4 separate regions of the Sus scrofa genome follow, and all the other regions are linked to region 1. Evidence: chromatin contacts called from public Hi-C and promoter capture Hi-C data. All regions are on one chromosome and are shown on one strand. Each heading gives the region's core, a stretch centred on a gene start, on an enhancer-like site or on the middle of the called end of the contact. The rest is flanking DNA. Distances are from core to core; before and after follow the strand shown.

Evidence for each region. Promoter capture Hi-C pulls out the DNA fragments that hold promoters and counts their contacts. Hi-C and Micro-C count contacts between places; a contact is called where the count stands out from the background.
Region 2: a promoter capture Hi-C map of liver shows a contact between it and region 1, with 4 times the contacts expected there. The contact joins the enhancer-like site here to the promoter of EXOSC2 in region 1. A contact is called at or near these places in 4 of 5 promoter capture datasets (fetal liver, fetal skeletal muscle, liver and 1 more), 32 of 47 Hi-C or Micro-C datasets (adipose tissue, alveolar macrophages, blood and 17 more) and 2 of 2 datasets of contacts at active chromatin or transcription factors (alveolar macrophages and skeletal muscle).
Region 3: a contact with region 1 is called in a promoter capture Hi-C map of fetal liver, with 2.4 times the contacts expected there. The contact joins the enhancer-like site here to the promoter of EXOSC2 in region 1. A contact is called at or near these places in 5 of 5 promoter capture datasets (fetal liver, fetal skeletal muscle, liver and 1 more), 30 of 47 Hi-C or Micro-C datasets (adipose tissue, alveolar macrophages, blood and 17 more) and 2 of 2 datasets of contacts at active chromatin or transcription factors (alveolar macrophages and skeletal muscle).
Region 4: a Hi-C map of skeletal muscle shows a contact between it and region 1, with 3 times the contacts expected there. The contact joins the enhancer-like site here to the promoter of EXOSC2 in region 1. A contact is called at or near these places in 1 of 5 promoter capture datasets (fetal skeletal muscle), 14 of 47 Hi-C or Micro-C datasets (embryonic fibroblasts, fibroblasts, liver and 6 more) and 1 of 2 datasets of contacts at active chromatin or transcription factors (skeletal muscle).

Annotation. Positions count from the first base shown.
Region 1 is chr1:270,745,965-270,751,843 of Sscrofa11.1, reverse strand. EXOSC2 (exosome complex component RRP4) reads right to left here and starts at 3,310. Exons shown (of 7, transcript XM_013993938.2): 1 at 3,159-3,310; 2 at 1,343-1,444. The coding sequence starts at 3,280.
Region 2 is chr1:270,532,815-270,538,693 of Sscrofa11.1, reverse strand. ASS1 (argininosuccinate synthase) reads right to left here. Exons shown (of 15, transcript XM_003353686.4): 2 at 510-619. The coding sequence starts at 614. Among named protein-coding and RNA genes, the nearest start is that of ASS1, 4.3 kb to the right of the region's middle. Within about 2 kb of position 3,398, at least 4 of the 83 cell types and tissues checked have an H3K27ac peak or open chromatin away from gene starts, as enhancers often do. A contact at or near this core is called in fetal liver and liver, where this site is marked.
Region 3 is chr1:270,549,284-270,555,162 of Sscrofa11.1, reverse strand. It overlaps ASS1 (argininosuccinate synthase), which reads right to left. Exons shown (of 15, transcript XM_003353686.4): 6 at 4,114-4,188; 7 at 277-347. Among named protein-coding and RNA genes, the nearest start is that of ASS1, 21 kb to the right of the region's middle. Within about 2 kb of position 2,867, at least 1 of the 83 cell types and tissues checked has an H3K27ac peak or open chromatin away from gene starts, as enhancers often do. A contact at or near this core is called in fetal liver, where this site is marked.
Region 4 is chr1:270,877,820-270,883,698 of Sscrofa11.1, reverse strand. The region is part of intron 4 of ABL1 (tyrosine-protein kinase ABL1); the gene reads right to left. Among named protein-coding and RNA genes, the nearest start is that of QRFP, 37 kb to the left of the region's middle. Within about 2 kb of position 3,473, at least 17 of the 83 cell types and tissues checked have an H3K27ac peak or open chromatin away from gene starts, as enhancers often do. A contact at or near this core is called in mesenteric adipose tissue, omental adipose tissue, retroperitoneal adipose tissue and 1 more, where this site is marked.

The sequences.
Region 1 (5,879 bases), core at 2,061-4,560:
CAGTCTACTCGCTGTCTCACTCACCCACTGGCTGCCAGTCCCTCGTCCCGCTTCTACTGATGTAGTGTTCCAGACTGAAGGCTCAGTCCTTGGGCCTCCGCCCATTTCAGCCCACACTCACGTGCTGAGCTCATCCAGCCAGGCGGCTTTACATACTCCCGAGGAGCGTACCCCTCCCCTCAATTCCAGACTCTAGTCGACTGCTGGCTACCCAGCACCTCCACTGGTGTGAATTTGCAAAACACGCCTAAGACAAAGCTTTCCAGCAGCCCCCCTCCCTCCCCCACAGCAAACGGATCCGCTCCTGGTTGTCACCATCTCAGGAAATAGCAACTCCACCTGCTCAAGCCAGAATCCCTGAAGGAACCCTTCATATTTCTCAGTCTCAATCTCTCTTTCTCTCATGTTGCAGAACAAGTCCAGCAATGGAGCCTACCGCCTCTACCTTTAAAATACAGGCAGAAAATAAAAGGCAGCCAAATTGGAAAGGAAGAAATAAAACTATCTTTTCTTTTCTCACAGACATGGTCTTCTAGTACAGAAAATCCCAAGAATACAAAATCCAACACTTTCTCATGATGAAAACACTCAGAGCACAAAATACATGCCACCGTGGCCACTTCTGCCCACTCCTACTGCCATCACCTTAGTCTAGGTCAGCAGTGCCCTACCCCTGCCCCGTCCTCCCACAGCAGCCAGAGTGATTTCATCTAAACAGAAGTCAGACCAGATCCCTCCTCTGCCCTACCTCCTCCAGTGGCTTCCTAGATTTCACAAAGTACAAGTCAAAAATGCTTACCGTGTTGAGTTCCCTGGTGGCGCAGTAGGTTAAGGATCTGGCATTGTCACTGCAGCAGCTCAGGTCGCCGCTGTGGTGCAGGTTCAATCCCAGCCCTGGGGAATTTTCACAGGCCGCAGGCTCCTACCACTCCTGCCATCCCCCACCCCGCCTGCTCCCTCTGTTCCAGCCCCACTAGCTTATATTCCTGGGCTACCTTAACTGAGCCCTTCTAGGAGGCTCTGTGTGAGTAGGAGGCTCTGTGTGAGTACTTTGCATGCACTGTTCCAGTGCATTCCAGGGCAAATCCTACAAGGTAGGTCATGCTACGTCTCATTTTGCAGAGGAGGAAACCAAAGCTTGGGGAGGTCAGGTAACGTAGGGAAACCTCTGAAGCCCAAACCTACCTGTGGTCACCCATCCCCCTCCTTCAGTCACGTGCTCCAAATCACAGACCTACAGAATGATGGGGCAGGCAGGGATGGGGGACGGAGGGGGTATGCTGTGGCAGAAAGGACCTGGCTGTGCAATTCTGACGCCACAATACACACCTTTTGTTCTCACCTGGTTTTCAAAGCTTTTACACAGATCAGCTTGTTTACTCTCTCCACCGAGCCAGCCACAGACGCGATGAGCTTCTCTTCCCCCATATAGGTCCCATGGCCCCTGTGGCAACAGGAAGACACAAAGGACAGGGTTCAATCCCTGGCCTCAATCAGTGGGTTAAAGACCTGGCGTTGCTGTGAGCTGTGGTGTAGGTCGCACACACAGCTCAGATCTGGCATTGCTGCGGCGTAGGCCGGCAGCTGTAGCTCCAATTCAGCCTCTAGCCTGGGAACTTCCAAAAGCCTCGGGTGCGGCCCTAAAAACAAAGAACAGGAGTTCCCGTGGTTGACGAATCCGACTAGGAACCATGAGGTTGTGGGTTCCGTCCCTGCCCTTGCTCAGTGGGTTAAAGACCCAGCGTTGCCGTGAGCTGTGGTGTAGGTTGCAGACGCGGCTCAGATCCTGCGTTGCTGTGGCTCTGGCGTAGGCTGGTGGCTACAGCTCCGATTCGACCCCTAGCCTGGGAATCTCCATGTGCCGCAGGAACAGCCCAAAGAAATAGCAAAATAAGTAAATAAATAAATAAAATAAAAAAATAATAAAGTTTAAAAAACAAACAAACAAAAAACAATGTGTTCCTCAAACTTAACAGCCTCCTCCTGCCTGAAAGCCAGATTTTTGTGCCATGCTTCCTAAAACATTCCTTCTTTAATAGGGATACATGGACCACTTCCTTGTCTGACTCAAGTCTTCCCAAAGGTCACTTTCTCCACCTGTCCCTCGTCACCATCCCGTTTCTCATGTCGCCCACCCTGCTGCTGCCACGATCCCACCTATGCTGCTTACCTTGCTCGACTGTTTATTTTCTCTACTGCATTTACCACCAAATATTCTGAATCACTTATGCGTTTGCTGTGCTTATCGCTTATTATGTCTCTTCCAGTGAGAACGTAAACTCCACCAGGACAGAGATTTCCCCTCTGTTCAGTGCTGTGCCCTAACCACACATGATGTACATACACAATGAGCAAATGAAGGACTGACTCGTAAGATTTCCTGGGATCCAATAACCCCAAACTAAGAGGCTAAAGGGCAACGAATGTATCAATGCTGTACCTCTCCTATTTGTACAAGCACTTTTCCCCAAAGGGGGAAACAGGCTGAGCATCCACGAGTGTTAATCTATGACAGTGATACAATGGTGAGTTTTGCTTCTTTCCTTAATCGTCACCTCATTTAATCCTCACTACCCTGTTAAATAGTTAATATCACTATTTTAGGGATGAGGAAACTGACGTGGGAGAGGTCAGGAACCCCAGCTGTCCAACTCAAGAGCCTGCCCTCAGATTCAAAGCTGTACATTTGGGTGCATGTAACTCAACATACCTGCATGCTCTAAACCCAAACCATGACTAGTTCCAAAACCATGCACCTGGCTAAGAGATGATGCTGAGGGAGAAGGCGCACATGTCAAAAACGCCCACCGTCCCTCTCAGTCGAAAACTGTTAAGAGGCCCCGGCCCCTAGCCCTCCCCAGTTTTCCCAACGAGGAAGGCCCAGAATTTGGGTCTCAGGCAGAGCGATGAAGAGTCACGGAGATCAGGAGAGGAGGGTGTCGGCGGGCTGGGGCAAAGCAGACGGGGACACACACAAGGCAGGGAGCAATAAGCCCGAGGCTTCGAAAACGAGGCGACTAGGATGGTCGGCAGATGTGCCCTGGGTACCGCGAGGGCGTAGGGGAAAGAGAACGGAGGGCCCAGGTTTCGGCCAGCAAGCCACGTGCAGAGCAGTGCGGCCGCTCCTATAGCCCAGAGTCCCCCACGACCCCACGTACCGCATGAAGCCTGTGTCCGTGGTGATCGTGTCCCCCGGCACCACCAGGTGCTTCTTAGTCTCGCGCCCCAGGCTCTCGCTAAGAGGCTTGCGAGCGACAGGAAGCCTCATCTCCATCGCCATCTTGGCGCCAATAACTTGCGCAGGCGCAGCCCAACCCGAAGGCTTACCGTCCTTCTCAGCAACTCTCTGCCTTCGCTCGCGGGGCGGGGCCTCAGAGCAGCCACCAATGGAAACTCACGGACTCGCGGCCATGTTGGCTATTGGCAACCATTAGGTAAATGCGAAGGGAAGGAAGGAGCCGAGTTGCCATCTTTACTATTGGCGAGGCTGCACTTGTCGAATGGTACAATCTCAGGTTGTCTGGCATTTGACTTTTTGCCAAAACCCTCTTGTAATCATCATGCCACTTACTGTTTTCCAGGGTTAGAGATAATTGAGAAATGGACCTTTGCGTTTCCTCCCACCTCTAAGCTGCTAAAATCTGATTTTTGGGTGAGGGAGGTATGAGATTGCTCAGGCAATGGGATCTACAGAAAACACTATCTGAGCCCCTTTGGGAACCGTTACTAGTAGCCTCTGTATTCTGCATTACTTCCGCCTCGTGTCTGCTGCTTCAGGAATAACCACCACCTGTACCCCCAAACAATGCTTCAGGTGCTGATTCCGTTCTGCCTAAGTGAGCTAATTAACCCTAATATTTCTTTTGAAAATTCGAGAAACCATCTAAGAAAACATTCGGACCTTGGCAGGTGGGTGTATTTGGAAGGAAGGACAAGTGCCTATTTAATACGAGAATCTTTGCTTATATTTACTCATGCAGCGAATTGAACCAGGAGCTGTTCTGAGGGTTCAGTGGTGAACTGATAGGTGGATATGTGGTTTTATCTCTGGGTCAGAAGCATTTTCCCCATCCCTCTCCCCACTTCCCACCAGCCCCTCCCTCACCCTTGCCTTGCATGGTTTAAAGCATCCACAAGAGAGTTCGACCTCAGGGAACTGGAGATGATAATTCTTCATACAAGGGACTCTAAAGAGGATTAAGGGAAATAACTCACATCAGTACCACACGCTAAGCTTGGTAAATCAGGTCTGCTGCCTCTGAAAGTCCATCAGACCAATAGATAAATACACCTCCAAAAGGACAGCATTTTTTTCACCTAAGCATGGCTCACAACTACATCTGTCAAGAAAGCCAACCCTGGGAGGCAGTCAATGAAATAAATTCTAGGGCCCCACAGGTCATCAGTAAAGGGGCAGGCCAGATACTTGCCCTCTTCCTTGCCTGGAGGAATGGACTAGAGCCAAGAAAGTTTAAGGGTTCATCTGCTGAGCCTGGCCTCTGCCAGAAGAGGGCAGTGTTGTCCTTTGAGCCAGCAGAGCTCAGTCCACTAGGCAGCTGGACCTGGGAGTGCATCTATACCAAAAACTAGGGTATAGTCTTGACAACATCCAGTTTCAAGGAGGGATGGACTTAACCTTAACCCCTCCCATTCTCAGGGCACTTAGGTTTATGGAGCCTATCACAACGTTGGGATTATGTTTTATGTTTGTTTCTTTTTAGGGCCATACCACCAGCATATGGAAGTTCCCAGGCTAGGGGTTGAATCAGAGCTACCGCTGCCAGCCTACGCCACAACGTGGGCTCCTCCACCCACTGAGTGAGGCCAGGGATCAAGCCCACATCTTCATGGATACGAGTCAGATTCGTTTCCGATGCACCGCAATGGGAACTCCCAATGTTGGGACTATGAAACCCTGGCAGATTTGGTGTCTGGTGAGAGCTCACTTCCTGGTTCAGGGACTGTCTTCTCACTGACTGTGTCCTCCCTGCATGGCAGCGGGGGAGGGGAGCTCTCTGGGGCCTCTTTTATTTATTTGTTTGTTCGTTTTCCTTTTTATGGCCACACCTGCAGCATATGGAAGTTCCCAGGCTAGGGATCCAATTGGAGCTGCAACAGCTGGTCTATGCCAGAGCCATGGCAACTCCGGGTCCGAGCCACACATGCAACCTAAGCTGCAGCTCATGGCAATGCTGGGTCCTTAACCCACTGAGCGAGGCCAGGGATCAAACCCGCATCCTCATGGAAGTGGGTTCTTAACCCACTGAGCCACAACAGGAACTCCGAGGACTTGTTTTATATGGCAGAATCCTATTCATGAAGCCTCCACCCTCGTGACCTAATCACCTCCTAATACTATCACTTTGGGGGTTAGGATTTCAATATATGAATTTTTTGGGGGGGACATAAACATTCAGTCCTACTCACAGACACAGGAACACAACTGTGGTTGCCAAGGAGGAGGAGACAGGTGGGGGAGGGATGGATTGGGAGGTTGGGGTTAGCAGATGCAAACTATTATATCAAGAATGGGTAAATAACAAGATCCTACTGCATAGCATGGGGAACTACATTCACTATCCCATAATAATAACGGAAAAGAAATTTAAAAAATAAATGGGAGTTCCCGCCTTGGCACAGTGGGTTGAGGATATGGCGTTGCTGAAGCTATGGCGTAGGTCACAGCCCCAGCTCAGATGCGATCCCTAGTCTTGGCACTTCTATGTGCTGAGGGTATAGCCAAAAAAGAAAATAATAATAATAATAAGGTCTTTTAGGGTATTCAAAAATGAATTTAAAAAAACAGATTAGATTAAATCACTTCCTTGCTTAGAACGCTTCAGGCAGCTTCCTTTTATACTAAGAATAAAAATCCACGA
Region 2 (5,879 bases), core at 2,149-4,648, 210 kb after region 1:
CATCCTCCACAGCTTATTGCCTGTGGCCTGTGACTTATTTGCGGTCCCAGAATTAGGCCATCTCCAAGGGCTCTTTCAGCTTAGCCAGTGTAGGGAGCTACGATCATTGCTGAGTTATCGAGAGCGGACAAGGGACTTTGGGAAAAGGGAAGATTCTGTCCCCTCCCATGGCCTTCAGCAGACCCAAGCCCCTGGTCCCTCTCCAGGAGGCTGGCCTGGCAGCTCTGCCAAGCTCACACCTGGTGCCCCGTCCAGCTACTCTCGTGGGGAGCGCGTCTCCTCCGTGCTCTGGGGAGCATCTCAGAGCGGAGGGAAGACACCAACGGTGTCCACCTGACAGGTAAAAAGAGGGAGGCAGTGTATCGAGAAGCCTCTTTCTCCTACAGTTCAAGACAGGCTGGCAGGGGGGCGGGAAGCTGGGCTTGGACCCAGGACAGGAGCAGGTGGGCAGGCTGGATGGGCAGCAGGGCCAACAGGTAGAAAGACCAACGGGATGGGCATCCCCTCACCAGGTAGGCGATGACATCATAGCCTTGCTCCTTCAGCCACACGAGGATGCAGGAGGTGTCCAGGCCACCGCTGTAGGCCAGAACCACAGAGCCTTTGCTGGACATCCTGTCTGCAGGAAGACGAGGAAGAACGTGAGTGACCCAGAACCAGCTTACCTCACCTGCCAGCCTCTGCCAACAGCACCCTCCTGGCCTGCCCTCCCCAGCCCTGCCCTTGGCCTTGGGCAGCCTTATCCCCTGGACACGCCGCCAGCGTGGGGCTCGGAACAGGCTGTTCATCCATCATCAGGGCTGGATGAGGAGCTGTTCCTTCCTGCAGCCACACCCCTGCCACCCCTGCCACCCCCCAGGGGCCCTGACCCTGCACACAGCCCCACACATCACACTGGGGCCTGGCAGAGGGAGGCATCTCTGAGAACCAATCCCCCACCAGATGGAGAAGAAGACCAAGGCTGAGCTGTTGGGACCAAAGGCCAAGACGCCAAGGATGGGCAGCACCAGGAGACTTGAGAAGGACCGTGGCCGTGAGCTTCGGGCAGCCCACACTGTTCAATCAGAACAGCTCCTTGCTCATCTAGACCACGCCAGGGGTGGTCCTGGGGGCCCCGATCACCCTGCACCTCCGTAAGACCCCATGAAATGGGTGTTGTCAGGCCCGTTGCGGAGGCAGAGACTGGAGCTCAGAGAGGTCAATGGCCAGCTCAGGGTCACAGAGCACGTGTCTGTGTCTGGCTCCAGAATCTAGGATCTTCCCAGCATGCAGGGCTGCCTCCCCGCTCTCCAGGGTCTAGGACACTGGGGGAAGAGCCTGCCCTGCTGGACCTCTCCCATCTGGGCCTCCCGTGGGACCTTAGGTTCTTTTCAAGAGCAAGAGGCACTGACGGGGTAAAAACATCAGAGTACCTGAAACAAGCACCTGTAAACTCAGCTCCGAGAGGACCAGCTGGGAAGCACTCCAAGCCCTCTGTCCCCACGCGCAGAGGGGGAAGGCAATGAGGACACAGAGATGACAGGTTTGTCCTTCTGCGGTAGGGTCCCACCCTATCGCTCCCGCTCCTCAGCTATACCAAAGCTTCCAGAAGGCACCAGGCCCTCCCGACTCCTTGCCTTCGCAGCTTCTGTTCCTTCGGCTCTCCCTGAACCTTTGGGCTGCCTTAGGGCCTGGCCTGCCTCCCAGCAGCCTCTGCGTGGCCCCGAGGATAGATGCAATTATTGTACCCACTTTGCTGAAGAGGAGACTGAGGGTCAGAGAAGCCAGGTCCCTTGCTCTCAATCATATAGTCAGCAGGTGGCAGGGCCAGATTTGGATCCAGGCCATCTGGCTGTAGCCTCCAGGGCCATGGCCCCAGCATCCTGCATTTACTGCAGGCGTGCTTGTGTCTGCTGTGAATGTTTACACTGGAGTCTGGCCAAGGTCAGTGTCCCTAGCAGACGCTTATTGGGAAAGGCTGTGGACACTATGCACAGATCCATGTGAGCCCCCCCCTCCCCCCACCCCCCCTTCCCCACACACACACGAGGATGCAGGCTCCTGGGTACGGAAGAGTTTCCCTGTGCCTGGAGGTTTAGAGACAAAGCACTGTCCCGGTGCCCCAGCCCTTTGCAGCAGAACCCAAGAACATTCATCTTTTGTGCAGCCCCTGACATCTGACGGGGCCACCCATCAGCCAGTCCCAGGGCCCACATGTTCTCACTGCCCTTTGGACTTGGAAGAGGAAACACCTCATGGAACCGTGAGGTTGGGAGGAATTCTGATGCATCTCCACAGGTCTCCCCTTCTGAGGGCATTTAACCACCTGCCAGGCTGTCCTGGACGGGTGGGGGCCAGCAGACGTGCCCATGGCAACCACAGCCAGGCAACAGGCCATCCAGGATGGAGGGGAGGAGGCGGGAAGGATGTAGGAAGGATTCAAGTTAGGAATCATCACCACAGTCAAGATAAGGCACTTATCCATATAAGCTGTGTTATTGCGTTATCCCCATTTTAGAGACAGAGATACTGAGGCTCGGGTTAAGGCACTTGCTCCAGGCCTTGCTTGGCTGGTACGTCGTAGCAGGGCCAGGATTCAAGTCTCCTGAGTACAAGGCTACCCCTCTCTGGGGAGGATCGGGGAAGGGGGTCCGTGGGAGAGGTGTGGTCCGGGAAGCCACAGGTGACTCAGACACCCAGGAGTGACTGGGGTGGGCTCGAAACAGAAAGAGAGGATGTGGGCCCAAGGTTCAGCCGGCTCTTAAGAGTCACCCCCGCTCTGCCACCTCCCAAAGGCACCAGAGGCCGAGGATGGGCGCCAGGGTTGGGGAGGGGCATGGAGACAGACCCACTGCGTCTGCCCTGCTCCACCTCTGTGACCCCCCTGTGCCTCATGCGTGGCCCATCACAGCACAGCACAATCATGCTGCAGTCTAACTGCCCCGCCCCCACTGTGAGCCCGAGGAGGCAGGGACCATCTCTCAGTGCCGGGCATGTGACAGGCACTCGGAACAACCCTGCTGATTCGACCGCCTGGAGGTCAGTTTCTCACCTATAAAAAGAGAGGATTAAGATCCCTTCTGGGTCTGGATGGAATTCCATGCACGCTCTCATCCGCCACCCCTCCTCCGGCCAGGCCGTATGCACACGGTACCGAGGGCCTCAGCCTCTGGGTCTGAGCCACGTGATAGGATGCATGCCCCCGGAGCATGTGCCTGAGGGCAGGGGCGGGTCTGTGTGTGTCTGCGTTTTCCTGGGAGTGTGTACCTGAGACTGCATGCATGTACCTGCATCTGCACACACGCACGCACACGCACACGCACACACACGTGGGTGGCGTGTTTGGACCTGCATGTGCACATACGGAGCCTAGCTGGGCAGATGGGCTGAGAAAATGATGCAATCTGACCTGGTATTGCTCCCGCCTTCCTGGTGAAGGGCCCTCCTCCCTGGGCCCGGAAGGTCCCCGTGTGATGAGGCTGCAGCCAGATGCAGCCGGCAGAAGCTAAATGAAGCTGAGGCCTCGCTTGCAGGAGGGAGAGTGGAAGGGAGAGGAAAGCAGCCACTGTCCAGCCAGTGAGCACTCACTCTGGGCAAAGCACAGGGGCTGTGTCCTCCAGACCTGGGTCCCAGCAGCAGCGTAAGTGCTCCCCTGCAGGATGCAAGCCAGAACCGCCCATCCCCATACACAGCAACCATGGATTCAGAGATTCTGGGAGGAGCCCAGAGCCCTGAGCCGGGCACCATGCCTCTGCCCACTAAACTCCCCTTACCATGGTCACAGCTGGTCTAGGGCAAGCCCCGCTCTCTCCAGGCCTCGGTATCACCGTCCACAAAACAACCTGGAATGCATTCTTGTCCTGACACCCCAGGACACTGGGCTTCCTGCCTAAAGACTCAGCCAACCGGAGCCTCAGCCTTGCCACCCTGCTCACCCCAAGAAGGTCACGGGGCAAACTCCCAGGCACATGACCACTAAGAACATCCATGCCCCCAGGGCCAGCCCAGCCATCCTGCTCCAGGTGAGGGACACCTGGGAAGGGAAGAGGGGGGCCGCAAGCCAAGATGCTTGCCAGCCTGGCCTTAGTTGGCAAGGCGGGGGGCATTCCCCAGGGCCCTGGCCAGAGCCATTCAGCCAGCTCCTGGTGAACGTGCTGGGCCAGCCTGGGCAATTGCTCAGCGCTAAGAAAATCCACACGGCTCTAAAATGTCAAAGCCAGAGGGATGACAAGAGCAGTTACTATGTTTAGTGCCACACGTGCGTCATTTCAAGGTGGGGACTATTATTACCACCTGTTTACAGATGATGAGCCCGAGGCTCAGAAAAGTTTTGTGCCTTGCCCTGGTCTCGAGCCTCTCGGGCGGCTGTGCGGGAGTGGAACCCAGGCTGACTACAGACCACCCCCTCGTTACTGCTCTCTGTCCTCTGCTCATTGGCCTCCAGGGGACCAAAGCCTGTCCCTCCCTCACTTGCATTGTCTGCCAGAAGACCAAAGCCCCCAGTGAATCATCACCCGTCTGTATTCTATTTCTCTGTCTGCCATGGCTACGGCCACGTGAAGGTCCCTCTGGAACCCCTCCCTCACATTCTAACTCAGTGCGGCTGAGATCATTATCACTTTTTAAAACTCTGTCTCCACCCAGCCGTAGAATTCTCCCTGACTTAGGGTTTGCTCATTTTAGAGGGCATCTCTTACCCCTTTGCTGCCCTCATGGGCTTCTGGGAGACCTAGGCTGCAATTCCACACTTTGACCAGGAGGGGGTGCTGGCAGGATTCAGCCTGATCATTAGTTTGAACGCATCCACTCATGTCATCTGCGCCCTTGGTGAGGCCCAGGGGAAGGGTTTTTTTTCCCCAACTGACAGATGAGGGAGCTGAGGGCAGTAGGGTTGCCGGAGGCTATGCACAGAGCTGGATTTTGGTGGTAAATTCTGGGGCCTGAGAATCAAATCAGGAATGCCAGGTTCTCTAGGAGATACCAGCAATCTTCCTTCTCCAGGACTGGGGGTCCCTAGGCTTAGGGAGATAGAGTCTCTAGTTTGGATGAGCCTGTCCCGAGGTAGGAGGTAGGAAGACCAAGCAGATCTCACCAGGCCCCGGGGACAGGCACCCGAACCCTCTCCTAGGAGCGTTTGGTTATGGAGGAAAGGACATGCTCATTCATCTGTTTCTTCTGCTATGTTGACTGGCCTAACCCACATCTGGGAGGGCACCTGCCCTACTGGAAGATCAACTTTGCCCCAAGTGTTTCAGCAGAAAGCAAAGCCATAGACCTTGAATTCCAGAGAGCTTATCTCTCTGCACATGGATGCCCATAGGCAAGGCACTCACCTCGGGAGCTGCATGCTCAGCACACTGATCAAGACATCTGACTGTCTGGCTTGCCTCCCAAGACCCACGGGGCAAAGATGAGATGGGGGCACAGAAAGTGCTTGCACAGCAGGTGAGTCTGCACCTGCCCCCATCCCACCCCCATGAGTCAGGCTCCGGTGGGGGGGGCCCTGGACCAGGGAAAATGTTTACCATTGGAGCCAAGTGACCACACAAGCCCAGGTGGGTAGGCAGCTGATGGGGGCACATGTGGGTACTCCGGGGAGCTCAGACTGTGCTCAGCGGGGGCCTCCCTCCTCCACCCTAAGCCACGCGTGGCCTGGGGTCTAGGTGCTCAGCGGGCAGGATTCTCCACTCACTCCTGAGCACTCAGCTCTGCCAGAATTACTTCTCAGCCTAACGCACAGGTGGCTCCACCTGGGACAGGTCCCCCTGCCCTGGCCGTGAGAAGGATGGAAGGGGGGAGTTAGAACGGACTCCCCTCCAGTTCCCATCCATCATCAAACTCCCCATCCCTTTTGCAGCTGTTTCTGCCTCTACCACCTCCCTCCCCCACCAGAACCCTGT
Region 3 (5,879 bases), core at 1,618-4,117, 200 kb after region 1:
TTGGTCCATCCTTATCCTTGAGGTTTTAACCTCAGATGCCACTTACTCGAAGAAGCCCTCCCTGCGACCCCCGCCAAGGCCAGGTGCCTGTTACCCCAGAACTGCCGCGAGAGCTGGGAGTGAGTCTGGTATGAGGCGGTCTGTCCTCCCCGAGGCCCCCAGGCTTGGGGATGGCAGGGACCACGTGTCAGGTGGGTCACCAGCACATCCTGGGCCAGGTCAGACAGGCGCTTGTGGACGCCGGGCAGAGCAGTGGACGGCAGGGCCATGTCTTACCTGATATGCATCAGGTTCTCGTCCATGCTCCACGGGTTCTTGGGGGTGACCGGGATGGGGATTCCGTGTTGCTGTGGGTAAGAGGGGACGGTGTGGGCATCAGGCAGCTGGAAGTAGCTGCCAGGGTCAGGCCCAGCTGCCTTGGTTGTCTCTTTCATTTTTCTTGGCCACATGTGTGGCATACGGAAGTTCCCAGGCCAGGGATCGAACCCTTGCCGCAGCAGTGACCCCAGTCACAGCAGCAATAATGCGGGATCCTTAACCTACTGAGCTGTAGGGAACGCCCACCTTGGTTTTCTTTCAAGGCTGAAGACACCCCCAGACTCGGGCTCCATGCAGACAAGTCCCTGGACCACCCGCATCCCTGGTTTCCTGCCCCCCAGGCTGCCTGGGGAGGGAGTCAGGGGCCCGTTGCTGGACACGTCCAGGCAGGAACGACAAGACCCCGCACCTGAGATGTTGTGGGAGTGGACACTGACCTGGGAGGCTCCTTCTAGAAGGTTCTCTAAGTCTGTACTTTGAGCACCCCCAAAATACTTAGAGTGGGCCAGGCAGAGTGCTGAGGGTCTCCCAACCACCGCTCGCTGACCCCCACCGCCACCCTATGAGCAGGAAGGGACCCCAGTTCCACAGTGCCTCTCAACCAAGGCATCTGTACCCACATTCTCCCGGAAACGAGAGGCGCCCAGGAGAGCTGCTGGCTCAGGATACCTGTGGCCCGGCTCTTTATGGGGCCACGTCTCCCCTGCTGCCTGGCACAGTCGCCACATACCTCACCCCGCAGCCCTGATAAGGATTCAGTCCCCACCCTCCCCGTGGGTTCCGATTACGCTCTCCTTCCCAAACGATCTGATCCTTTGGGCGAAGAGAAAAGCCACCCCCACGGAGACCCTGGACCCGAAAGGCTGTTGGAGACCCTCGGAAGGCCTTCTGGGTTCAAGAGGCCGCTGGCTCCTGCGCTGCCCGGTGCTGCTCCGATCGACACGGGTTGGGTCCAAGACACGCATCCCATCTGCTTTCCCCTCCCGCTAGCTGGGCACGCAGGACAGCCAGGCGGCCCGGCCCCGCCCCTGTGAATCAGCACGATCCGACGCCCTGGCTCCAAGCCCCCTTACAGCACCTTTTCCCAGGGGGTCCCAGATCCTGGCCAGTCCCTGCCCCCACAGCCTCCACCAGCATCATCCGGTCTCTCCTGATGGGACTCTGCCCTGACTCAGCTCATCCCCACCACTAAGGTTCTAGAAGCTTCCTCCAGGAGGCGCTGTTGCCTTCATCATCACTTTAAAATTTCGAAGTAAATTAGGTTAACCCCCGCCTTGGACTTTTGTCAAGCTTTACCAGGAGTCTCATTTAAAAAGCAACAGCCCTCGGAGTTTCTGTTGTGGCTCAGCGGGTTAGGAACCCAACTAGGAGCCATGAGGATTCGAGTTCTATCCCTGGCCTCGCTCAGTGGGTTGAGGATCCGGTGATGCCGTGAGCTGTGGTGTAGGCTGCAGATGCGGCTTGGATCCCATGTTGCTGTGGCTGTGGCGTAGGCCAGCAGCTACAGCTCCGATTCAACCCTTGGCCCTGGGAACGTCTATACGCTTCAGGTGTGGCCCTAAAAATAAGTAAATAAATAATAATAGTTTAAAAAAATAAAAGAAAGAGCCCACATCCACGCTCAAGTTTGTATACACTTCCATTTAAAACCACCTGAGCCTACAGCCGAAATTGACAGCACATCGTAAATCAATTATAATTTTAAAACATCTTTTAAAATCTACAAAATAAAACCACCTGGGCACATGGAAGACCTCATTTAGAGGCTGCTCCACGGTGGGGTGGGGGGAGTTTTGACCCCCACAAAGTTGCCCAGAGGCAAATCCGCATGCTCCCCTGTGCTGTCTCCAGGGAGAGTGGGCCTGGGGTGGGGTCTGGGAGCCTGCGCAGGAGGGTGGACCAAAGGCCCCACTGAGAGGAATCAAGGGCTGGGGGCTGGGAAAACCAGCAGGCAGGTGCCTTGAAGCCTTTTTCCTTGGGGGGGCGGTTGGAAGCACTCTTGCTTCCTCTTGTTCCCACTGGGGTTCCGTCGGCGCAAGGAGAGGAGAAGGGGGGGGAGATTAGATGCAAGAGCCGAAAATAGTCCCTCCACCAGAGATTTGTCTTCCCTCCCCTCTCCATCCTAAGCTCCCTGCCTACACACACACACACACACACACACACACACACACACCGGAAACTCTGGAAGCGACTGAAAACAAAACTGTTTTCAATGCATAGACAGGAGACTGCCCAGCTTTCCAGCCCCCTACCTTGCATGCCGGCTACCAAAAAAAATTATGGTGACAATGATAAGGCTGGGGTGAGGCTGAGTGTCCTCACCTTGGACGATGGCCTGGGAAAGGGGGGGAGATGGACAGTGACACAAATGCCTGTTTTTTTGGAGTCTCCTAGCAGCACCTTTTGGCCTTGGCGACTTCTGGGTCTTGAAAGCAGGGCTTTTCAAAGCCCCATTGATTTTTGTCTCGGCTGAAGCAGCTGCCTGGCTCTGGATTTTGGACCCAGTCTGGTTGCTGCTCAGTTATTCCGGTCATTCCTGGGTGCGGAGATACGCCCCGACCTAGAAGGCGCTTGCATTTCCCCAGACCTCGGGTCTGACCCCAGCCTCCGAGGGCGGGTCAGAGGCGGGGGACCCACACTCGCCTCCCTGGGGAAACGTTCCTGTTTTGCAAGGTTATCTGAGCCAGAGGCTGAGCCACGGGCCTTCTCCCCAAAATCTGGGGGCGGGGGAGGAGCAATGATTCTCCTGCAATCCGTCTGGAAAACCCAAGAGCTGCTTTTGTCTGAGAGCTTCTCGGAAATGAAGGACCACGTGTGGGTCCGCCCCCCAGCCCACTCTTGAGCCTCAACTGCAGGCGTGAGAATGTACATGGGGTCGGGGGAGGGGCCCCCAATTCATTACGCTTCAAGCTCAAATGTGCTCCATATTCTGTATCATCAAGGAGACCAAGCCGGGGGGGGGAAGCTGCTCACCCCGTTCTCTTAATAGCTCTGCTATTTGAAAATTTGTTTGGCAACATATGGGCTTGCTCTTGTAAACTCCCCTCTTAATAATAAAACAACAGATGGTTGAGGAGACGTTTCCTCTGAGCTCTCCAGGTCTTAATGGGATGCTGGCGGTAGGGGCAGGGCTGTGTCCCCGCCGTGTCCCCTACCACGCGGCACCTTGGCTGCGGCAAGAGCTCACAGCCAGCCCTGGCGACTGCTATTTAAAAACCTGAGCAATTTTCTGGTGTGTGCACCGAGTTGCTTTCCCCCGTCTGATTGATTGAGGCTGTTTGTCAAGAGCTGCCATCGAGTTGCTAGAAAGAAAGGTACCCTGGGGAGCGGCCGAGGATCTTGATGCAAAACTTCTAATATGTTTTATTGCAACTTGTACTTCAAAAGGGCTGGTGTGACAAAAGTCTTTGTCTGGCTCTGCCCCTCAGAGCACCTTACCTTTTCCTGGGAAAGCGCTGGGGACAATTAGGCAGGTAATTGAGAGGCAGAGAACCGCCTCGCTCACACCCCCATCCGTCCCTGGAGTGGCAGGCACCACAGAGGTGGCAGTTTGAACGGGAGGCAGAGGGGACCCGGCAGCCTCCTGTTCGGTGGACTGCGGGCTCCCTTTGGGGGCGACCAACCCAGGCAGGGACCACACCTCGGCAGGGCTGGCCCCGGGGAACAGGTGCAAGGTTCAGTGTCCCCGCGAGGGACTCTGTCTCAGCCTCGTACCTCCAGCCCAGAGAGGCCCCTCGGAGGGAGGTGCCAGGGGGCGCTGGTGAGGGTCGGGCTGATGGCGGGGACGGGCCCTACCTTCGCGTACTCCATCAGATCGTTGCGGCCCTGGAACCGGTTGTAGAACTCGGGCATTCTCCAAGGAGCGATGACCTGGGCACGGAACAGGGAGTCGGGTCAGGAGGACCCCTAAGGGGCAGAGCTGGCCTCTCTGGTCAGGGGCCGAAGGCTCCACTGGTCACGGTATGGGGTGTGGGCAGGGGTACCCCTTTAGTGGGGAGGGGGTGACACGGCCTGCCACCCCAGAGGGTGGCTCTGGAGAGGCCCGAGTCCCCACCCCTCTGGCCTCAGTCTCCCCAACTGAGATGGGAGGGTCTGAACTAGACAGGCCTCCAGTCTCTCGCTGGCCCCTCGGTTCAGAGAGGCAGGACCTCCCACCCCCGCTGACTAAGGGAGGGTCCACGTTGCTGCAGCCGCCCAGCCTGGCTCCGCTGCAGGGCAGTGGGCCCAAAACGGCACACAACGCCCCCCTGGCCCCCCAACTCCTCTGGCCTCCCTCCCTTCCACACCCTGGGGCTGCTCTGGGTTGGGAAACGGGGAGTCAGAGCCTGAGTAAGGGGACCAAGCTCATCCCACCAGCCTGGGGGCAGGGGGTGTCAGGGAAAAGAAGCCCCCATTCAGCCCTGGAACAAGCCAGGGCCTGGCCTCTGCCCGCAGCAGCGCATCTGTGGGTGGGATGCTGTCACGTAGATATAGAATCTGGCTTGATTTCTGAGCTGGGGAGCTGCTGGGGGTGGGGGGGTTGGGGGAGCGATGGTCCCCCCAGTCTTGGATTTAGCAGCGCCTGGGCCTGGCTCAGCACTGGGAACACCCTCCGGCCTCATCCTAGTTTCTGGAGACTTGCTAGACCCTGGTTCCCAGCCTCATCTCACCCCTGGGCTTGGCCTCGGCAGACAAAGACCCAGAAATCAGACACCCTGGCCCCCCAAGCTGCCGTGGGAACAGAGGGTGGGGGTCAGGGGAGGGCCCCGTGCCCATCGGCCTGTGGCCCGCGGCGCAGACAGGCAGCCACTGTCCAGGGCTTCTCTGCCGCCTGGTGTTTGGGGTCAAAACACATCATTAGAGCTCATTACCGCTCACCTCCGGGCCACTCCCCGCCCCTCAAAGCAGCTGCCGACTGGTTAAAGAGAGAAAGAGGTTCCACTTAAAAGAAAAAATGAAACCCCTGAGGGCCCCTTGGAGGCTTGGGTGGGGTGGGGGTGAGAAATGTCGGCTGTAGCTTTGGCCGAAGTGGCCTCAGAGGAGCAGGGACCCACGCCTGCCCGTGCTGTCCGAGGTGGCAGCCAGGAGCCACGTGTGGCCAGCGGGACCCGCACTGCAGCCGGTCACAGCTGTCAGCGTAGGGTCCACAGCGGGTCTTAAAGACTTAGTGCCAAAAGAAAGGAGAGTGTTTCCCCAATTTCAACAGGGATCACGAGTTGAATGTACCCCTTCTGGATTCATAGGGTTCAATCACACATATCACTAAGAGGATGTCACCTGTTGCTTTTTATCTCGCTTTGTCACTAGAAAAAAACGGTAAGTCGCCCCTGGGGCTTGCGTTGGTGGTGCTCAGTCTGGTTCTCTTGCTCGGCCCTGGGCACTGGACGCCTGTGGGCCTGATCCTGGGGATTTCATCCCAGGGGAGAATCTAAGACGTGGGGGGTCAGGGCTCAGGCAGCAGGCGGGGGGCAGGGGGAGGAGGGTCTTAGCGGGGCAGTGCCCGTTGGGGCTGCGGGCTGGGAGTGGCCCAGAAATCAGCCACCTGTGTCCCAGAACGGTCTTATCTGCATGCAGGAAGCCAG
Region 4 (5,879 bases), core at 2,224-4,723, 130 kb before region 1:
CTGACCCCCAATGTCAAGAACCAGAGATGAGCATGTAACAGGCACTCAAAAACCGCTGCTGATGAAATCACTGGTGGGTGGAGCTCCCCGGTGGCTCAGCCGGTTAGGACCCGGCATTGCCACTGCTGAGGCTTGGGTGGCTGTGGTGGTGAGGGTTCCATCCCTGGCCCCAGAACCTCCACATACCACAGGTGTGGCCGAAAAAATAAAGACTAGGACTTAATAAGCATCTGCTGATTGGAAAATTTAACAATTCGCTTATTACTTAAAACCTGTAATTATATAATTATCTAGAATGCAACAGTGATCGGAGATGAAAATCATGGAACAAAAGATAAATCTCCTCATTCCTATTCCCTCCATCTGGGCTGAGGACGATGCACCAGAAGCCGAGACCCACCGAGCCCAGCCGTCTGCCTGTGGGGGACGCCCTGGCCAGCGCTCTCCCGGAACAGAGGGGGCTGGGCGGGCTGCCCAGGGACGCGAGGAGGAGGAGGGTGTGAGACCCAGGGGCCTGGGAGCTCAGCCACGGCGGGTGAGACCCTGAGCAAGGACCCCCCTTCTGTGGCGGTCTTGCCTGGACGCCGTGGAGGAAGGCAAAGGCCTGGGCTGGCAGAAAGCGACAACGTGAATGGGGACAGCTGTCTTTCTTCTCTCTTTTTTTTGTTTGGTTCAGCGATGTAGTGAGGGAATATTTCCTCACCAAAGATAATTCACATTAAAATTCACACAGAGCGTCTGGGCTCCGGGCACACAACTGAGTCTCCTGACTCACTAAAAGCAGCCGAGGATGGCGGCAGGCGGGAAGGGCCTGGCATTGGCAAGACTGGCCCACTGCCAAGATGGAGGATGGAGGAGTACAGGTTTGGGACAGTGCTGATGCTTGAGGCAAGAGGGAGAAGCAGGTACAGGTCAGTCACTACTTAGAGAAAGGAAGGAGGAGCCTGAAACGTGTGTCAGGGCCAAGGCCTTGCCTGTTGGCTATGGTGGGCTCCACTACTTTCTATGTATTTATAATATCGGATGATAAAAAATACATGTTTTATCTTTTTGTCTTTTAGGGCCCCGTAGGTCCAATCGGAACTATAGCTGCTGGTCTATGCCAGAGGCACAGCAACAAGGGATCCAAGCCGTGTCTGTGACCTACACCTACAGCCCATGGCAATGCCGGATCCTTAACCCACCAAGAGAGGCCAGGGATTGAACCTGCGTCCTCATGGATGCCAGTTGGGTTTGCTAGCCGCTGAACCACGACGGGAACACCTAAAAATATTTTTTAAAAAGGAGAAATAACAATAAGTATACAAGTTGGTCCCATCTATAACTCTCAAGAGGGTAAACAGGATTCCTTAAAGGAGATTTTTTTCCGTTTTTTGCTTACGGAGATGACATAAAAAAATTTTTAACATCAGACAATAGCAAGCCTTGGCTTAGACGTTTATAATTTACAGTCTTTCTGTAGCAATTCTACTAACATAAAATTCTGAGCAACCCCAGAGTTGTCCAGAAAGATTCCACAGCCCTGGGCAACCTGTCCCCCTGGAAGATGGCAGCTCTGCAAGGAGGACCTTTCAGGGTGAGGAGCCGGCCCCCCAGGAGTCCCCGCTTTCATACCGCAGAGCACAAGGAGAAGCCTCTAAGTGACCTGCTCTAAGGAGGGGCCCTGAGTCACACTCGGGCCCCTGAATGTGGGTACAAGAGTACAGGGTGGGGGCTGGGGGGAAGGCAGAGGTGGACACCGCTGAGCCTACCCTTCTCGACACCCACTTGCTGCCGACATGGCCCTCTTGTTAGTGATGGCTACCAAGGCAAGAACAGCTCACGAAGACGGAGTGGGGGATGCGGGGGGAGTTCCCATCCCAGCCCCTCTCTCGAAAGTCTGCCAGGTGTCCAGCTGCTTCACTGCAGGCTGCAGATGCTCCAAGCCCTCTTCTCTCTGGCCCTCGGCTGATGGGTATCTTCCCTACTGAGGGGTGACGAAAGGAGAGGAGAGAAGAGCCATCCCAAGAAGGCACCCCTTGGAAGCAGAGCACCCCCCACTTGGAAAGCACTGGCACAGTACAGGCAAAAGGGCCCGTTTTGCTTGCTGGGCTCTCGGGCAGGTCACCTGGGAGCAAGGCTCGTTACCTATCTTTCCCTGTCAGCTTGAAAGGAGCACTCCCCAGCCCAAAGATCAAGTTCACGCAATGGCACAGAATGCTAATGGCTCCCCCAAGCCCTACTTTATGCAGAATTTGTTCTTGGTCTCAGCTGATTCCCTCTCAGGCTCCACTGTTAGAAACTGCAGAGTTATGGGAGGTTTCACTGAGTGGGCAAACTCTATCCTTTTCAATAATTAAATTTACAGACCCTGAGACTTAGTTCATCTTTCAACATAAAATTTACATACCGACACGTATTAAATATTGAAACTACTCTCCCTTAAATGTACCGCAGAGCCATCTTCTAGCAGGCGGCTCCGGTGGCTTCCTTCCGAGTAGTGCTAGTGTTTGAGCCGCATTTGCTAGTGAACTGGGTGATCTTCACCAGGAATGCACGGCACGTTCACAGAGAAAGTGAAATCAGTGTTATGAACGGCATGTCATTGTGCTACGCACCCAGTTACGTAAACACTCTGGGGGCTCAGCCGGGGCTGTGCCTCCTCCCAATCATGCAGGGACCCGAAAGATAGGACTTGTCAAAGAAACTCACCAGAAACAGCTTTCCTCCTGACAGCCAGACTCACAGGCTTACGGGAGCTTAGTCTTTGGCTACCTCAGACCCTGGAGGTCTGTCCCCTGCCCCCAGCCCTGGACGTAGTGTTTACAGCCTGCAAGGCCAGGAAGTAACCCCCCCACCCCACCCCACCCTCCAAGCTACTCAGAAACCAGCAGGAAGGCAGTCCTTGAGAGTTAGGCCCCACTTAAGAGTAATGCGCCCCCCTTGACAAGGGAAGGTCAGCTATGGTTTGGCAGGCTTTCCACTGAGATGCCTGTGCCTGCCCAGCCAGGGTCAGGGTGGGTAAATCTGGTTTACACAGTTGGTATCTGTCCTGCCACCTCTGCCAAAGCTTAAGCCCAAATCCCACTCCTGTCAACCTGAACTTGTCGCTTCAACAGACCGTGAAAGTAAGTGTCAACTGGGCATCTCTCTGAAGAAGGGAAGAAAAGGAAAGACTATCGGGGGCTAAGGGAAGCGTGGGGCTTGGCAGAGGCACCCCACCCGAGTAAATATGATACAGACACAAATAACCAGAACTGAACAATGACCGGGGATGGGAGGTGGAAGAGGAAAATCAGACTTTAATTCTGTTATGTTGGCAGAGGTCTCCAAACTTTAAGAAAGCACCAAGACCGAAAACCAAATGCCAGGGTGCCTGAACACTGTGAAGACTACCCGGACTGCCAGGAAACAGCAATGGGTCTGTGTGGTGCAGTCCTTTCAAGAGTCTAGCTTGAAACTCCAAGAGTCCTGGGCTTTGGGCCCTGAGCTGATGGCCCTGGGCTGACTGACCAGCCAAAACTGCTGCTGAAAGCTCGGAACAGGAGGACGAAGGTAAACCAGAGCCAAGAGGGCGGAGGCAGAAAGAAATCCTTTGGGGCCTTGGAGAAGAATCTCTAAATCAGTTGTTTTCTAAAGATTAGCTAATTTGAAAATAAGAATCAAATTTATTCAACCCCAGGCTGTCCCTCCCACCAAACTTTAAATTTTCCCCTTAGAAATCCAAAAACGATTGCATCAAAGCTCTGCTATGTAAGCAGCTTTTGCAAAGCCGAGCCGCACTGTCTCACGCATTGCTGTAACACCTCCCCCCATTCAGATGCTGTACCACTCATTCCAGGAATATGACCCCACCCAACGGGGCCCCCTCAAGAGTGGCCCTCACAGAGCGGAGCCTCTGCAGATGTCGGCCTGATGACCCCGTGGGCTGAGAAATCTCCAGGTGCTCGGACAGCTGGAGGCAGCCTTTGCCAGGAAGGGCGGGCGGAGGCAAGATGCCTCAGACACTTGGATGAGCTGCCCGGCCTGATGAGAGGGGTGCCCTGTGCTCTACCTGGAATGAAAGGAACCTACCTGGTGCACACCAGCTTTCAGACAGAGGCTTGGCTTCCTCATCAGGTGACTCAAATTCTGCAAATCATGTGTCCATGCGGGCCTTGCGCGCCACCTTTTAATAATGCTTTAGACCCACCCCCGCGGGACAAGGTAGACAAGTTGACCTAGATCATGCATCGTCTGCATCTGTTCCAAGGGTGCTGATGACACAACTCCAGGGAAAAGAAACCCTTATCCTGCTCAGCACAAGCCTCCCCTGATCACTGTGGTGCCGCACGGCTCGCCCGTGGATAGACAGTGCAGACGGGAAGCAAGCTGTCGGCTCCAGGAGACCACCGCCCTCACGAGCGGTGCCCTCTGGTGTCCTGCTTCACTAAAAAGGCAGCCCTGCGGTCTGAAGGCTAGGTGTCCAAGGGCTCGGCACCCTGGCATGTCTTCTGCAGAAGGAAGGTCTCAGTTCTACCCACGGGATGGGAACAATGACCTGAAAAGCAAGCTGATGAGGCCGACCTCTGGTCGCACGTCAACAGCAGACTATGCTGTCTGTCACAGAGACTCTGGTGCTGGTAGAAGGACATGTGCCACAACAGAAAGCATCCGATACTGGCAATAAGGACTTTAGCCAGAAGACTCTGAGATGTGGAGATGCAGAAAAATCAACAGATAAGCACACTGAAAAAAGAAATGCCAAAAAACAAACCCCCCAAAAATCTGGAGTTCCCATCATGGCGCATCAGAAACGAATCCGACTAGGAACCATGAGGTTGGGGGTTTGAGCCCCGGCCTTGCTCAGTGGGTTAAGGATCCGGTGTTGCCATGAGTGGTGGTGCAGGTCGCAGACACAGCTCAGATCCCGCATTGCTGTGGCCGTGGTATAGGCGGGCAGCTGCAGCTTTGATTTGATCCCTAGCCTGGGAACCTCCATATGTTGCGGGTGCAGCTCTGTAAAGAAAAAAAGAGAAAGAAATGCATTGTGCATTTGTATGGTACGAGTAAACATGTGGGGATAACCATGAAAATGTTAGCAAGATTAAAAAAAGGGGACTAGAGCTATCAGGTATCACATGTTACAGGAGTTCCCTGGTGGCCTAGTGGTTATGGATCTGGTATTGTCACTCCTGTGGCATGGGTTTGATCCCTTGCCCAGGAACTTCCACATGCTGCAGGCACAGCCAAGAAAACCCCCCAAAACCAAAACAAACAAACAAGATCAACACCACACACTATAAAGCTAGGAGTTCCTGCTTGTGCGAAGGGGGTTAAGAATACAACTGCAGTGGCTAGGGTTGCTGTGGAGGTACAGGTTCAATCCCTGGCATGGCGCAGTGGGTTAAAGGATCCCAAACTGCTGCAGCTGCTGCTGGGATTCAACCCCTAGCCCAGAAACCTCCAAATGCTGCAGGTGTGGCCAAACACACACACCATAAAGCTGTAATAATGAAAAGTCTGGTTCTGGCATATGAATAGAGAGAACAGAGTAAATTCATAGGTAAATTTGGTATATTTCAAATACACAGGAAAAGATGAATTTGGTAAATGGCACAGGAAGCACTCAACACACAACCCAGGCATGTTAAACATAACAAAATACAATCGTTACCAATCAATCACCGACAGAGATGTCTTTGCAAGTCTGATAAAATACTGCTGTCGAGCATATAGGGAAACACACACTCGCACAACACTGCTGGTGAGAAAACATATTTGTACAATTGCTAAAGAAAGTACTTTGGGAATATCTCTACGAATGTGAAATGCACATAACCGTCAATCAGTTCTAGCAACTTATCTCGCAGACGCCTGGAGTCTGCCAAGAAGTATGCACAATGACGGTCACAACCTGC